Regions from separate parts of the Arachis hypogaea genome. Here region 1 is linked to region 2. The links are chromatin contacts, called in public Hi-C maps. All regions are on one chromosome and are shown on one strand. The core of a region is the stretch at or near the end of the contact, and the rest is flanking DNA. Distances in the headings are between cores, read along the strand shown. Region 1 holds the start of LOC112794751. Region 2 overlaps LOC112796516 (histone-lysine N-methyltransferase ATXR7).

Region 1 (4,729 bases), core at 367-2,866, 640 kb after region 2:
TTAGCATCATCAATCATGGAGTCAAGAAATTGAAGGAAGAAAGAGCTGAACAAACTGCAAAAGATCTTGAAGAAATTAACAAAACTAAAAACCATGATCATGATGAACAACAACAAAAACCAGGTGTAATTGGTTCAGTGCTAAGAGCAGTTCATGACACAGGAAAGTGCTAAAGAGTAGTCATGCCTTAAAAAACCATATAAAATCACAAACGTCCATGTGAAAACAAAGAAAAACATATTATGTTTACATATTTTTCCATTCCTAGAAAAATCCAAGAATTTAGTCGTTACACTTAAAATGATTTAAGTAATAGTTACAATTTATAAATTAAAATAGTTCTCCAACCTTTTTTTTTCATTTATTCGTCAACAATGAAGAAGGCAGGTACTAGTTAAATAGTATAAATTGAAGAGAGTTTTAAAGAAGTCACATCTGAAGCCTTAGATTTCTCCGAATATATTACTCGTTGTCAAGCAACGCTAATTTGGTTTCATATCATTTTACATCACCATATGTTATCATCATCACTCACCGAGTATAGAATTTTTGCTTTTCATTACTTTCTAATTCTCTACATCTAATGATCTAAGAATCCAAATGGGTTGTTAAAAACATGGAGCTTGGTAGTTTCTAACGGCTCTATTTCACTCGTAGCAAAACACATTACAGTAAAAGCAACAACAATAAAAATTATGTAGGATGTAATTAATTCATTTAATTGTTTTGGAAGTAAGTTCTGTAGGATAATCAACCATAAAAATTTGAAAATCAAATTCTAACCTCGGAAGAAGAAGTTGTAGACTTGCAGCTTGTAAGAGAGAGCTCGAATTAGACTGCTCGGCGACTGGAGTGCTCCTCGGCAACTAAAGTGTTGCTCCGCGCGGATTGCTGCTCGGCGACGGACTGGACTGGAGTGCTGCTCGGCTTAGGGTTTGTTGTGGTGGCTACCCTACGACGGAGATGAATGGACGACACACTCTGTCACTTTGGCTCCCTCAGGCTCTCCTTCTCTCTGGCATGGAGGTCAGACACTCAGAGGTGGAAGAATAGGAGATGGAAGTGAGTTGTGAGTGTGTCACGTAAAAGGGGAAGAAGAAAGTTAGGGATTTGGCTGATGGCAACTCTTTTATTCCTAGGTTAAAGGGCAACTTTGAACACTCACTCTTCGGTTCGGTTCGGTTCGGTTCGATTTTAGCAAAGTCAACCAAAAACCGAATCGAACCGTTCGGTTTAGTTCAAAAAAAACCAATTTTTTTGGTTCTTCAATCAGTTGTTATAAATTTCGATTTGGTTCTGCAGTAATTTTCGGTCCGGTTCAGTAACTTACACCTCTACCCGTAAGTTTTATTGTTTCAATTTTCTATAGAGACTATGAAGTCCAGTTCAAAAACAGGAAAGTAGTTATGCAACAGGGCAACAGAATTGTGGTCCAAGTTAGCTAGAGTTGATTATAGAGTTTGTTGAGTTGGTTAGGAGTTAGCTAGAGTTGATTATCAGGGTTTATTGAGTTGGTTATGAGCTGTAATATAAAAGTCCATATCTTTTTGGGTGCAGTAATACCTTGAGAACAGGCTTAAGTACCTTGCGGATCAGAAGGCTAAAGGGATTAACCCATGCCCGCACAAGTTCTCTATGACCATGTTAATTAGTCAATACATTGAAAAATATGAATGATTGGAATGCTATTTTTGTAGTCAATACATCTTTTTGTAGTTTAATTATTTACATCTTTTAGGCCGTCACTGTGGCTGTTTTTGCAGAAGGGGCAGAAGCAAAAGAAGCTAGAAATGCTGGAGCTAATATAATTGGTGGTAAAGAACTTATTGAGGATATTGCTAGTAATAAACTGATTTATATATATATATATATATATATATATATATATATATATATATCTTTCTCCCTCATTCCCTCTCTTTGTCCCTCTCCTTCTCTTTCTTCCTCTTTCCCTTTCTCCCTTCTGTGTATGTGTAATGTTCATCATATGAATTGATATTATAGCTTTTTCCCATTATAGTTTTTTTCCTTGAGATTCAAATATTCATTTTGACATGTCAAACTCGAGCGTGCTGATGTAGGAAAATGTGTTTTGTTAATCACATGCTTATGTTAGTTATGAGACATTTGTGTGCCATTAGTTATGCAGAGGAGATATTAAGCTTATCTTCCATGCTTTAGCAATGATAAATTTTTAGTTTTAATACCAATAATATAAAACCCTAAGCTATGTGTTAGGCTTTTTTGTTTTTTGTGCTTATGTTATTCATATCTAATAGAATTTGTATTTGTATTAATTACTACAGGTGGTAATAATAAACTTAAAGTTGACAAGTGCTTCTCAACTCTTGGAATGGCACCTCATCTTGGAAAGGTATTTTGAATCTGTCATCTGAATGATTGATTAGATTTTTTGAAATATGAAGCTTATGCGAACTATTATTGGTGCACGAAATTTACACTCACACTAAGTAATTCCGCACAACTAACTAGCAAGTGCACTGGGTCGTCCAAGTAATACCTTACGTGAGTAAGGATCGATCCCACGGAGATTGCCGGCTTGAATCAAGCTATGGTTATCTTATTATTCTTAGTCAGAATATCAGTATGGTTCTTTAGTCTTAATTGTAAAAAGTGAAAGAGCATGAAATGAATATTTGTTACGTAGTAATGGAGAATGGGTTGGAGTTTTAGAGATGCTTTGTCCTTTGAATTTCTGCTTTCCTACTGTCTTCTTCTTCACGCACGCAGGTCTCCTTCCATGGCAAGCTGTATGTTGGTGGATCATCATTATCAATGGCTACCAGCCGTCCTCTAAGTGAAAAGGGTCCATGTACATGGCTAATCATCTGTTGGTTCTCACTAATGTTGGAATATGATCCATTGATCCTTTTGCGTCTGTCATCATGCCCAACATTCATGAGTTTGAAACTCGTCACAGTCATCCCTTCCCGGATCCTACTCGGAATACCACAGACAAAGTTTAGACTTTTCGGATCTCAGGAATGCTGCCAATTGATTCTAGCTTATACCACGAAGACTCTGATCTCACGAATTTGAATGCTCTGTTGTCAGGAGAGGCAGTCAAACTCGTGAGCCAAGAACCCAAGAGACATCCATTCAATCTAAGGTAGAATGGAAGTGGTTGTTAGGCACACGTTCATAGGTTGAGAATGGTGATGAATGTCACGGATCATCACATTCATCATGTTGAAGTGTGAATGAACATCTTAGAATAGAAACAAGCGAGATTGAATAGAAAACAGAAATACTTGCATTAATTCATCGAGACACTGCAGAGCTCCTCACCCCCAACCATGGGGTTTAGAGACTCATGCCGTCAAAGGTACAATTTCAGATGTAAAATGTCATGAGGTACAAAATAAATCTCTAAAAGTAGTTTATATACTCAACTAGTAACCTAGGTTTACAGAAAATGAGTAAACTAAGATAGATAGTGCAGAAATCCACTTCTGGGCCCACTTGGTGTGTGTTGGGGCTGAGCATTGAAGCTTTCACGTGCATAGGCCATTCTTGGAGTTAAACACCAGTTTGTAACCTGTTTCTGGCGTTTAACTCTGCTTTGCAACTTGTTTCTGGCGTTTGATACCAGAATAGGGCAGAAAGCTGGCGTTAGATGCCAGTTTGCGTCGTCTAAACTTGAGCAAAGTATGGACTATTATAATTGCTGGAAAGCCCTGGATGTCTACTTTCCAACGCAATTGAGAGTGCGCCATTTAGACTCCTGTAACTCCAAAAATTTCATTTCGAGTGCAGGGAGGTTAAAATCCAACAGCATCAGCAGTCCTCTATCAGCCTCTGAATCAGATTTTTGCTCAGGTCCCTCAATTTCAGCCAAAAAATATATGAAATCACAGAAAAACACACAAACTCATAGTAAAGTCCAGAAATGTAATTTTTGCATAAAAACTAATAAAAATATACTAAAAAGTAGCTAGATCCTACTAAAAACTATATTAAAACACCCCAAAAAGCGTATAAAATATCTGCTCATCAATTATGCAGATAGCACAATATCTTAGAAAGCGCAGGCTGATGCCAGACGAGAAATTAAGCGTATCCAATGCTTATTGACTTTCTAATTTTCTTTTTGAACAACACGGCATGAGTATATCGTATTAACTCGTGATTGAAAATATGTTTTACAGCTAGGTACTCTGACTAGTGATATTGCTGGTCAACTAAAAGAACTTAGGCAAGGCTGCATTGACTTTAAGATGGAAAATAAATCAATTTTGCATATTGGACTGGGAAAGGTGAAATTATGTTCTCCTTGAACTCCATATGGGAATTGCTATGCTGCACGAGATGTAATCTTATACTTAAAAGTACTATTTGCAGGTAAGCTACAAAGAAGAGGCTTTACGAGAGAATATGGACGCATTTATGAATGATGTCTTGCTTGTCAAGCTTGCTGGCTTAAAGAGTAAGTAGCACATATCCTTGTGCTTTTGTTTTTATTTTTTTTATCTTAGGAAAAAATATGATTTACCACTACCTACTGGGAAAGAAAATTTTTAATGTTTTAGCTCGTGAAATAGTGGAGTTGCATGTTAATAGTTAGTCACAAAAAATAACCAAGCACACTAAAAAGTTAAGTCTGAAATTTTTTTAAATACTCCCATGTCTCAACCTTGGCAGTGAACACTTTATCATTATTATTTTGTTAGTTTTTGGTGAAAGAAAACTTAATTATATGCCTTTTTCG
Region 2 (4,618 bases), core at 251-2,750:
TGATATGATACGAGAGTAATGGTTATAATTAGAGAGGCCAACAAAATTTGGTTCGTATAACTAGAAACGAATGCTAGGATTATAAGTAACTAAAAGGTTACACGATCGCACAAAGAAGTAATGTGACTTTATAATCTCTTGACCATTCATGTAAGATTCAACGCTTCAGCTTTCATCCTTTGATTCTCATTATAAACCCTAAACCAAAATAAAATTTATATTAATTTTTAAAATATTTATTAAATTTTTATAAAAAAAAGGGTACCCATTGCGCAGATTTACAGCTAATTTATCTTTAAAATGGGGTATGTTCTTTAACTTCTACTCTTAAGTTCTCAAACGTGGCAACCGGCAAGATCTATTGTGTGTGTATGATGTCTCGTGGTTTAAGCAATTAACTCCGCCTGTGTTCTTATATTAACCTTACACAGCCGGTTCCCAGCCCGGACAAAGGAGGAGGATTGCAAGTTTCAAGCTTTCCAAAATGTAAGTTTTTCAACCAATTTTGGCTGCCATTTCACTTCACAGCCCATGTAGTTGAAATATGTACACTTTTCTCTTCTAAGGAATGTTATTTCTACAATTGGGTAGGTTTGACCACCCAACTTAACAACTCAAATTTTATTATGATAGATTTGACTATTCCGGTAATTTATTATTTTATTAAAAAAATTATGTGAAATAATATACACTACATAAATGCATGCTGGTTGACTTGATGGTTAATAATTTAGTTGTGTGTGTTCGTGTGGTATTTTTATTAATTCAAACCACTTTTATTAAAAACCTTTCTACTAGCCACTAAAATTTGAAACATGTTTGAGGCATAGGATTGTATGTTAGTATCTCCACTAGTGACATTAAATTCGAAGAATATAATTAAAGCATATTTGAAACATTATGGATAATTTAAAAAAAAAAACGTATTAAGAATGATTTTGAAACTTGTATTTTACATGAAGAACAAAATTTCAAGAAAAACACCATATCATGCACTTCTATTTTACATTGATTTGAAATTGATAAATTTAGTTAATATTTAAATTTTAGTTGATCAAGTTTAGTTTTAATTTAATTCAAATTGGATCCAGATATACTTATCTTGTTCATACAAAGTTTACTTTGGATCAGTTATCCTCTACCCATTGAGGTGTCCTACAAACCAACGGGGGAGTTGTCACTCTCTCTAACAATAGATTTATAATAATACAAAAATTTCAGCCATCGTATAAGAAATAAGAATATAGATATTTGATGCTTGTAAAAAAAGTAACTATGTTAATATAAAATTATTTGATTATTCTATCATGACAAATTTGATTTTGTTATGAGACGTTTAATTATTTTGTTCGAAAAAATGTGTAAAACAAATGTATAAATATAGATAAATACATCAGAACTGATTTAATGACTTCTTATGTTCATAGAACATTTTTCTGATTTAGTGAAGTGTGTATATATATATATATATTTGGGCCTCTATGATCCGATCCGCTATACTACATGCTTCTGATATCTGCTCCTCTTTATCTTCGAAATGATCAGATACGATCTGTAAAATTCGGATTGGTATTAGATCGATCCATAAATTAGGCAGATCGAATTCGATTTTATTTAGCATGATCAAATCGTATTAAAAGGAATATGCATTATCTATCGACAGTGTTTCGAAGGAAAGAAAGCATCCGTTGTCAATTTGGCTTCGAAAGAAATGGAAAGATTCTTACCTGCTGAAGTCAAAATCAAATAATGGCTAATACGACAATATATTTTTATTTTTACTTCACTTTCTTAGTTTGAAATAGAACTTGTATTCTTTCGCGTTTGTTTTTTTCGCTTTACTTCACTTTATTTCACTTTCTTATTACGGCAAATGTTCAACATCAACTCAAAATTTTAAAAGACCTCGATCTAGGTTTTTAAAATGGTGAAAATTCAGGTGCATTCGACTTTATATGAAGTTGATACCTGAGAACTGTTAGATAATTTAACTGATTTAACTAAATTTTCATCTAACAGTTTTTAGATATCAACTTCACGTGAAGTCGACTTCACCTGAGTTTTTACCTTTTAAAATATCTGCATCTATATATCTCAGCATCTTGAAATTGTGATTATATTGTGTAGTTAATCTTGAAGATAAATGTTGATAAATCTAGAGTAGTCCATTCTTTGAATATAACTAGAAGGACATAGGAGATTTTTTCTAGCATTTCTGATTTTCGGTTCACTTGTGATCTTCATAAGTATATTGGGATGAATATGGGATATGGTCGGTTTAGCATAGCTTCTTTTCAGGGAGTTCGTCACAAAATTCAAGTCCGCTTAGGCTAGTTGGAAGCGTTTATGATCTCCAATTTCAAGTGGGGTCTACACAACATAAAAAAAATAAAAAAAATAAAAAAGGAGTGGCTAAAAGAAAAAAGGGAGAGAGAACGAGTTCAAGGCTCTCTCATTTTGAAAGAAAAAGAAAAAAGGAACATTAAGGGTTCATCATCGAGGGAGAAGAAGAAAATTTGGGAAAAAAGGGTAAGTTATTTTTGATCCGATTGAATCGGTAAACGTGTTTTATTTATTATGAAATTTTAGTATGTTATTTCTGATGTAGAGATGAATATTAGGATATAACTTATTAGTTATATTGCTTTCTCTTTTGTCTAATTTGAGATACCCACTTTGTGGAGGATTTATATTGATTCCATCAGTTTTGATGATGTATTTTGTTGATTGTTGAGATGTCTTGGTGCTATTAAGAAGATTGTTTGTGTAGCCATTATTTTGATAGTGGCAGATTTTTCTGGATTAGGTCTCGTAGATTTTTTGTCCCTCTTTTGGAAATTTTCCTACGTTAAAATTCTGGTGTCTAATTATTTAATTTCTGTCATTATATTTGCTGCTTGGAGTATCTTTGGTATTCAATTGCACAGGTTGTGGAAAAATTATTTTTTTGTGCTTCCACTGTTAGACAGGTTCTTGTTTGAACCTTTATTGAATTTTTCTAATAAAGTGGTATCTAGAGCTTTGGTTGTTTATCTCTGTGTTGATTAAATGGAGGAAAATATTCATGGACCGAATATGGTTAAATTGAATTCCCAAAATTATTCAATTTGAAAGACCCTCATGGAAGATATGTTGTATAGCAAGGACTTGTATAATCTTGTGGAGGAGGATAAATCCAAAGGCATTAAATCCGATGCTGAATGGAAGAAGCTGAATCGGAAGGCAGCCCCTTTGATTAGGCAATGGCTTGATCTTGGTGTGTATCCACATGTTGACATCGAAACGAATGCCAAGAATATGTGGAAGAAATTGAAGGAGTTATATGAGAGGAAGAATGTGCAAAACAAAGCATTCTTGATAAGGAAGCTTGTTAATATGAAGTATATTAAAGGTAAATCAATGTCGGAGCACTTGAGCACTTTTAAGGAGATGGTGAACCAACTGACAAATAATGAAATCACTTTGAATGATGAGTTGCAAGATTTGTTGTTGCTGAGCTCTTTGCCTGATAGTTGGGAAGTTTTGGTTGTGACACTGACTAACTCAACTCCAAAAGAAAAGTTAACGTTAGCAATGGTTAAAGAGAGCATGTTGAATGAAGAAGTCAGAAGAAGAGATCGAGGTTTGACTAATGTCTCCTCCAGTCAGAAGCACTTGTTTCAGAGTCACGGGGAGAAGTCAAAGTAGAAAACCTCAAGAGTTCCGACAAGTCAGAGAGTCGAAGCAAGTCAAGAGAAAAATACAAGCCAAGAAAGGAGTTCATTTGTCACCATTGTGGCAAGTCTGGGCATATCAAGAGGTATTGTAGGTTCTTGAAAAGAGAACAATCAAGGGGAAGAAACGAAAACACAGGTAAAGATAGTATAAAGAAACTGCTGCTATTGTTTATGAAGATGTTCTTATCACATATGATGAAAATTATGTGAATCTTGTCTGTGATGATTCCACTTGGATTATGAATTCTAGTGCCTCATGTTATGTCACTCCGAGGCGTGAATTTTTCACTTCCTATACTGCAAAAAATTTTGGTAAGATCAAATTAGGAGATAAACGAGTATGTGATATCATTGGTATGGGTGATATGTGGCTTGAAACCAACATGGGATGCAACTTGTAGTTGAAGAATGTTAGGCATTCGCCAGATATGAGGTTCAATCTTATTTCAGTGAATACATTGGATCAAGAGGGGTATTGCACTTCTTTTGGTAGTGAAAAATGCAAGATTACCAAAGGGGCTCTCATTATTGCTAAAGAAGACAATAGTCTCACTACTCTCTACCGGTTGCAAGCAAAGTTATGCAAAGAAGAGGCAAGTGTAGCTGATGATTCCTCTTCTGATTTGTGGCGTATACGTCTTGGTCACTTGAGCGAGAAAGGACTAAGCGTCTTAGCCAAGAAGCACTCACTTCCAGTGAAAGGTACAACTTTAAATACTTGTACTCATTGTTTTTTGGAAAGCATGCTAGAGTATCATTTCATAGTTTTGGACCTCATAGGAGATTACATGTTCTAGATTTAGTTTACACTGATGTTTGCACTATGGATGCTAAGACACTAGGTGGTGCATCATATTTTGTTACTTTTATTGATGATTATTCTCAAAAAGTGTGGGCTTTTG

Evidence for each region. A called contact is a pair of places that touch in the nucleus more often than the background predicts.
Region 1: a contact with region 2 is called in a Hi-C map of leaf, with 4 times the contacts expected there. The contact joins the promoter of LOC112794751 here to the enhancer-like site in region 2. A contact is called at or near these places in 6 of 8 Hi-C or Micro-C datasets (leaf and an unstated tissue).

What each region holds. Positions count from the first base shown.
Region 1 is chr4:23,033,402-23,038,130 of arahy.Tifrunner.gnm2.J5K5, forward strand. It overlaps LOC112794751, which reads left to right and starts at 1,617. Exons shown (of 5, transcript XM_025836734.1): 1 at 1,617-1,643; 2 at 1,739-1,841; 3 at 2,307-2,374; 4 at 4,170-4,277; 5 at 4,363-4,455. The coding sequence starts at 1,617. The coding sequence ends at 4,455.
Region 2 is chr4:22,395,866-22,400,483 of arahy.Tifrunner.gnm2.J5K5, forward strand. It overlaps LOC112796516 (histone-lysine N-methyltransferase ATXR7), which reads left to right. Exons shown (of 19, transcript XM_025838995.3): 19 at 432-726. Among protein-coding and RNA genes, the nearest start is that of LOC112796516, 13 kb to the left of the region's middle. Within about 2 kb of position 1,501, at least 2 of the 3 cell types and tissues checked have open chromatin away from gene starts, as enhancers often do.